Regions from separate parts of the Mus musculus genome. Here region 2 is linked to region 1. Evidence: chromatin contacts called from public promoter capture Hi-C data. All regions are on one chromosome and are shown on one strand. The core of a region is the stretch at or near the end of the contact, and the rest is flanking DNA. Distances in the headings are between cores, read along the strand shown. Region 1 holds the start of Usp7 (ubiquitin specific peptidase 7). Region 2 holds the start of Cep20 (centrosomal protein 20).

Region 1 (3,409 bases), core at 222-2,721:
GGTGACCTTGGGAAGGAGGAAGGGGCAGGTTTCTGGTGAATCAGGTGCCTTTGGGACCTGGTAGGAGGAAGTTCCTTGATGGGAAGCGTTCAGGCCAAGATGTTCTTGTTTTGTTGTTGATTTGTTTGAGTCCTGGTTGGCTTGGCCATGCCTCCAATTCGAAGAGATCCTACTGCCTCAGCCTCTGCCTCCGCCTCCCAAATTCTGGGATTAAAAAGGCATGTGCTACCCCCCCCCCCCCAAGTCAGTTGGCGCTTAGGCCTTAAATCAATCAGATTTTCCCTCTTCAAATTTCTTGTATTGAAAAGTTCGCTTTTAAAAAAATTTGACTCCTAAAACTTAGAAAGGTAGACGCAGGAGGATCAGGTGTCCATCAAGCACCATGAAAAGTTCCAGGCCAGCTTGGACTACCCGAGAGACTCTTTCCCAGTGGACGATCGTGGCCAACCTGATCTCCTAGAGAGGAAATAAATGAATGCTGGGATAGGTGAGAGCCGAAGGACTACACTTTGCCTTATTGGATCTAGGGTGCAAAAGAGTTAAGTTTCCCACGTATTTGCCCGGGTGAGAATCCCGGGGCCGGTTACGGGCCGTAAAACGGCGCCGCGCCTTGGGCTCCTTGTCCAGCCCAGTTCCCGCGAGCACCCCTACCCTCAGCCGGAGCCCCGCGGCCCTGGGCTGCGCTCCGCTGCCTCACAGAGGAGACCCCGGCGCCCCGCTCCAGCAGGGCTGGCGGGCGGGCGGCCGGCGCGCGGGGTGGGTGCTCCTCGGTGGCGGCGGGCGGGCCGCTCCCTGCTCCGCCTCCCGCTCCGCCTCCCGCTCCGCCCGCCGCCCGCCCTCGTCTCGTTCGCTCCGCTCTCGCCCCCCATGCGGATGTGACATTTCACGCCGCCGCCATTTTGAGAGCGAGCTGAGCCGAGCCGAGCCGCCGGGCGCCGCGTCCGCTGCCGGAGCCCCGACGACGACGCCGAGGAGGCGGAGGCCTCAGCGCCCCGAGCGCGGCCAGCCGGTCACCCGCCCGCGCAGCCTCAGCGGTCGCCGCCGCAGCCCACACCCGGGCCCGCAGGCTCGCCGCGGCCCGCCCGGCCTCCAGCCTTCCGCGCCCGGTCCGAGGCGGGGCTGACTACGCGGCCCCCGCCCGGCCGCCCTCCGCCCCCGGCCGGCCCGCGGCCCCGCAGCCCCGGCCCCGGCGGCGGGAGGCGGGCCCTGCGGCGGCGGCGGCGGCGGCGGCAGCGGCGGCCGCAGCGAGCGAGGAGGCCGCCCGGCTCGGCCCGCCGCCGCCCGCCCGCCTCGGCGCCGAGATTGGGCGAATCGCGAGCAAGTACGTGCGCGTCTCCCTGCCGCCGCCGCCGCCGCCGCCGCCCGCCGCGGGCCGCCCCGGGGCCGCCGCCGCCGACGACGCGCGGGTAGGAAGAGGAGGAGGCCGCCCCGCCGCCGCCGCCGCCGCCGCCTCTGCTAGCAGCCGCCCGCCCGCCGGGCCCGCAGCCCGGGCCTCCGGCCGCAGGCGAGGCCCAGGCCGCGGCCGACATGAACCACCAACAGCAGCAGCAGCAGCAGCAGAAAGCGGGCGAGCAGCAGCTGAGCGAGCCCGAGGACATGGAGATGGAAGGTGAGGCCCGCAGCGGGGCCGGCGCTTTCATTGTGGTCCGGGCGGCCGCGGGAGCCACGCGAGGGCCTCGCCATCTTTAACCAGGCCGGGCTGCCGCTCGGCCCCGCTCGGCCCGGCGCTTTTGCCGGGCCGGGGCTGCACAGTCATGCGGCCCGGCGGGGGGTGGCCCCGGACCCCCGAGTTCACGCATTGTGCAGCGCACGGGCTGCTGGGCACAAAGCGCCGGAGTCGTAAATTAGGATCGAGGTGTGTTGGCTCCGGGTACCCAGGTTGGGAGGCGGGCCCCGGGGACCGTCCTCTTTCCGGGGTGTGTGGCTCTGGCCAGGCTGGTTGGGCCTGCTCCCCGGCCCCTGAGCTCTTGGGGTGGGTATGGGAGCGGGTGCGCAGGTTCCCCTGCACCTGCTTCTGAACGCGCCCCCGGAGAGCCTCCCCCCAATAACTTCCGAGCGCTCTGCCGGGCGTCGCGCTTAATTGCGGAGACACCTGCAAGGCGCGCAGCTGCCCTCAGCCTTTGGACTTGCTGGGAAAGTACTCAGGTTCGCCTAGTTTATAAGTTACCTGGGCTTGTGGAGGAGTTTGGGTACCTGGCTGTAGGTGGTGCCGTCCACGTCCGGCTAAAAAGTGTGCTTGAAACTATGGAGTTCCGCCGCACATGGCTGGCCTACTGCAGAAGCAGATTAAGTTCTGGAGGTAACTATGTTTTCTACCGGAGCCGCAGGAATTTATCTTGGTACTGGATTTTATACTGTTTGTAGAGCTTCGCTATCAAGGTTTGCTGTGAAAGCGCAGTGGAGGGACTCTGGCTTCGGGATCTCATGCTGGGTTGGTCATTTTCTTTTCTTTTGACTTGGTACTTTAAGTGAAGGCAGTATGCGCGGTTACCTGCCCTAAAGGGGTCAGACAGGCAGGAATCCCAGTGAGGGGCAATGAATGGACCGTTCAGCAAGTGATAGTGGCTTTCATAAATGAATGAAGGTTCCTAGGAAGTTGGGGTAAAACTGTATTTGTTGTGTATGATGTAGCATGCTCTAGGCTAGGAATACTGACTCTTGACCCCCCCTGTGAATAACTTGATGGTGATCAGTGGGAATCAAACAATTGTCTGACCATGCAGCAGAGGGAAAAAGGCCCTAGGGGGCCGGGGGAAGGGGGAAGCTGAAGTTCATGCCAAGGACTAGGCTGTTTCTCTTGGCCTCAGCAAATCAGTAATTTCAGAGTGTCTGGCAAGTGCGATTAAACCAAATAGCTGATGGAACTCACCTTTGGGAGATTAGTGTACTCCTTTTATGCTATAATTTCATGCACGTCTAAAGTGGAGAGTTGCTCGGAACGTGAACATCCGTTTTCCTTTCAAGTCTTCCTCACTGCTCCTCTAGGGCTTTGTGAGAATAAGATTGGACAGCGCTGGGGGGGGGCATATTTCTGATACAGACTGTATCTGGAAAAATGTCTATGTCCAAAGTTTTGACGAGATTAGGGTGGTGGAAGATCTTCACAGGTTTTTTTACCCATGATATCCTGGGCTTCATGCTTGCTTCCCAGAGTTTTCTCGTGAAACTTTCATTTTCTATCAAAGTTAGTATTTGAGTTTTAGTGTTTAATGGGTGTTGTGGCTTTCAGTTTTCTATTCTTGCGCTAATTCTGTAGAAAATGCAGTCTTTCAGGGCTGTGGCCATGTGAGCTAGTATAGTGCTTTGGTGTGGGAGTGCACGTTAGACAGTCTTATTTTAGCTTTGCACTCCGCAAATAGGGTACTGTGCTGTTGTCAATTAGGATCAGGAAGGGTTGATAACTTCTTCC
Region 2 (3,397 bases), core at 790-3,289, 5.6 Mb before region 1:
TATTATTATATGTAAGAACACTGTAGCTGTCTTCAGACACTCCAGAAGAGGGTGTCAGATCTCATTATGGATGGTTATGAGCCACAATGTGGTTGCTGGGATTTGAACTCTGGATCTTCAGAAGAGCAGTCAGTGCTCTTAACCACTGAGCCATCTCGCCAGCCTGAAAGGTGGTCTTCTAAGCAGCCTCACCACAGCCTCCCCTCTCCTTGGGAAGCTCCATGGTAAGGGAATCCTACATGACTGACCCAAGCTCCAACTGACCCCAAGAGGGACCAGGCACAGAGAAGTCTTGTCTCTAAAAAGTTGATATAACCTTGGCATTATGAGTGGGCCAGTGTCATGTATATCTACTTGGAAACTTTCTTTTAATTTGTGCCTTTCCCCATTCTCGGCCCTACTCACTCCCAAGATAGAGGCGGAGCCCACTCTGACCCCAGAAGGTTAGGGAAGAAGTGAGGTTAAGAAGGTTAAGGGAAAGTTTGAGATGACGGCTCTGTATCTATTTTTGGTGAGCATGGTGAGAATACTAAGTCACATAATGCTTTGCCTCTGGAATTCCTCATCAGTATATCAATAGTGCTGTTCACCTGTAGAATTGGTTAATCCTTCTAATTTCCTGAGCTACTGACCAAGTATTCAGGCACCATGGTTTTACAAAATAGGAAAGCCTAACTGAGTAAGACCATTCTAAGGCTACAGAACAGGTTTCGAAGGTTACTCAGGTCTTCAAATTTATGCAGCAAGAACTTTATTCACTGAGCCATTCCTCTAAATGGATTTCAAACTTTAAAACTGCTACCCACTTTAAGAAATATCTCAGAAGCCTGATATGGTGATGTACTCCTGTCATTGCAGCACTTGGGAGGCTAAAGAAAGGAGGGCTAATTCAAAGCCACCCTGTGCACTTCAGAAAAAAAACAAAACAAAGCTAATCTTAGGAAGAACATACATCTATCTCCCTGAGGCAAATTTAAAAACAAAACCAAGTTGTGGCAGTATAGGGGCGTTCATCACTTTGAGAATGAGGCAAAAAGAGTGTTTGTTGTTAGTTCAATGTCAGCCTGAGCTACAGAGTGAATGCCCAGATAGCGTGGACTACAAGATGAGACAAAAACAAACAAACACCCAATGATTTCTTTTAAAGTCTATATTTTCTATTTCTTACAGTTTACTTCCTCGAAAATATGCTCACTAGCATCCACTCATAGACTTCCACTATTGGGCTGTCCAGAATTTTAAGGGTCCAGTGTCTTAGACTCCCTGGAGAGTCAACTGCCATTATACTGCCTCACATTTTGAATGTATTATTCCCATGTTTGTTCTTCTTAATCTTTTATCAGCTGTTTCCACAAACAACTCGAGGATTCCAAATGTACTCGGTGTTAACGGTAGTGTAGAGAGCAAGCTTTGAAGAGATGCTGGCCTGGGTTTAGGTTATCACCTGCTCCACCATTTGCCAGTGATCTTCCTTTAGACACTCAACTTCCTCCTCTGTATAACGGGCATCATTGACCTGAGGCGTGTAAAGACTTCCTAGTGTTCACTTTCGAGTGGGTGCCGTGTAAGATGATTTTTAAGGTGGCACTTCTCAGACTAACAGCATCCATCCACAGCATTCTGGAAGTTGACAGAAAAACCAACTCTTGGTCCGTGCCTCAGAAAGACCCAAGGGTGGGTCAGAGCAGTCTGTTCTAACCAGTCTTCCAGGTAATTCTGACGCTGGGTTGTGTCTGGGACTCGGACTGAGCACAAAGCCTGCCAAGGTGCGGGGAGGGGAGGTGAACAATCAGCACCTTGACCTGTAGGACTTGGGCGGCGACAAAAGGCAAAGCAGTTGGGTACAGATTTGGCTCTGGCTCCAAGCTTTTCTGCAGTGTAGCCCGCCTCACACGGTCGCTGATTGGTGGAGTCTCATGTGGCGGCTCGCCAATCACCGGAGCGCAGGCACAGACGCGGTCTAGCAGAGCCATACTCCTATTGGTTGGAGGCCGCGCCGAGAGCCGTGCGTACGCACTGGAGAGGCGTGGCACCAGCAGCCGTTGAAAAATGGCGACTGTTACGGAACTGAAAGCTGGTGAGTGCATTGAGGGGATGCTCGGTTGCGGGAAGCGTCGAACCTTCCGTATATGATAGGGATGGGACAGAAGGAGAGCGCGCGGGACATCGGCTCATCTTTTTCCAGGGTCGTTCTAGGGTGGCAGGGCCCACCAGGGGCGGCCTTTGCGCATGCGCTATGTTAGGGCCAGCCTTTGAGCTGGAGGAAGGGACTGGTATCTGTTGTCCCCTCAGGACCTCTGGGTATCTCTTAGAACCCTACTGAGCAGACAGCGCCCAAAGGCCTGCGTTCCGAGCTGACCACGACAACACCACAGCCACGATTTGGTGACAGACACACTTCCCAATGATTTGCACGGCTAGCCCATCCGGACGACAACGTATGGCTAGGTCCTCCTTGTCCTTTGGCAGAAACCTGAGACAGAGTTGTCCATCCTGGCGGCTCTTCAGGATTTTTCGGAAGAGGTTTTCCAAAATGGTTGGTTGTGTGCAGGGTGCATGCAGGTTCCATCCCCAGGACTACAAAACAAGGAGTAGACATCAATAACGCGTGTATACTGTTAACTCTGAATAGTAATTAGAGTTAACGTTTGAGTTGTAATTGGAGTTAAGGTTCAGTATGTGATTCTATCAGACCCTTAACAACTCATCCAACTTGATTCTGTGTAGCAACGCTATGTCCATTTCATACATGAGAGTTGGAATATTTCATCCACGATAATTTAGATAGAAATCGACTCGTGTGGAAACCCCATAAGGTGCACTGGCTTAATCATGCCATTCTGCTTCCCGTAGAATAAACCTAGTTCTGAGTGTCAAGGAATTCAGAGACTAAGCCAACGGTAATGGAAATCTGGAGAGAACCAAATGGAATAGTTTGGAGACTAAGATGTAGTAACTATTGACTGCATATGTATTGGGGACACTGCTGGTGAGCATTCCAAAAGCAGACATACCTCAGTCCCCAGGAGGGACTTCACATGAGTCAATGAGCTGTTCTGGGGATGGGAGTATACATAGTACATGTATATTGTATAAACTTTTCATAGGATTTCAAGATAAAGTCTATGGAAAAGAAGTTGGGTTAAGACCAATTCCTGAAGGCATTTTTATAATAATAGCATTGTAAGCATAAGACTACAAGTAGCAAAATGATAAAAGAGCCCAGAGGTTATCCCTACAAATTGAGGGGGACCTCCTTATATATGTTCTTCTGCGTTCTCTGGTTCTTGGTATGCTTTGTGTCTGAGAGAAAAGTAATAAAAACTTGTTCCTAATCAGTGATCTTACATTTTCTGGGCTTTTACTGGTCTAAAACCTCTTCCATTTCACCTAGCTC

Evidence for each region. Promoter capture Hi-C pulls out the DNA fragments that hold promoters and counts their contacts.
Region 2: a promoter capture Hi-C map of pre-B cells shows a contact between it and region 1. The contact joins the promoter of Cep20 here to the promoter of Usp7 in region 1. A contact is called at or near these places in 1 of 39 promoter capture datasets (pre-B cells) and 1 of 484 Hi-C or Micro-C datasets (CD8 T cells).

The regions. Positions count from the first base shown.
Region 1 is chr16:8,736,404-8,739,812 of GRCm38.p6, reverse strand. Usp7 (ubiquitin specific peptidase 7) reads left to right here and starts at 1,471. Exons shown (of 31, transcript NM_001003918.2): 1 at 1,471-1,609. The coding sequence starts at 1,528.
Region 2 is chr16:14,315,974-14,319,370 of GRCm38.p6, reverse strand. Cep20 (centrosomal protein 20) reads left to right here and starts at 2,039. Exons shown (of 5, transcript NM_025345.2): 1 at 2,039-2,077. The coding sequence starts at 2,050.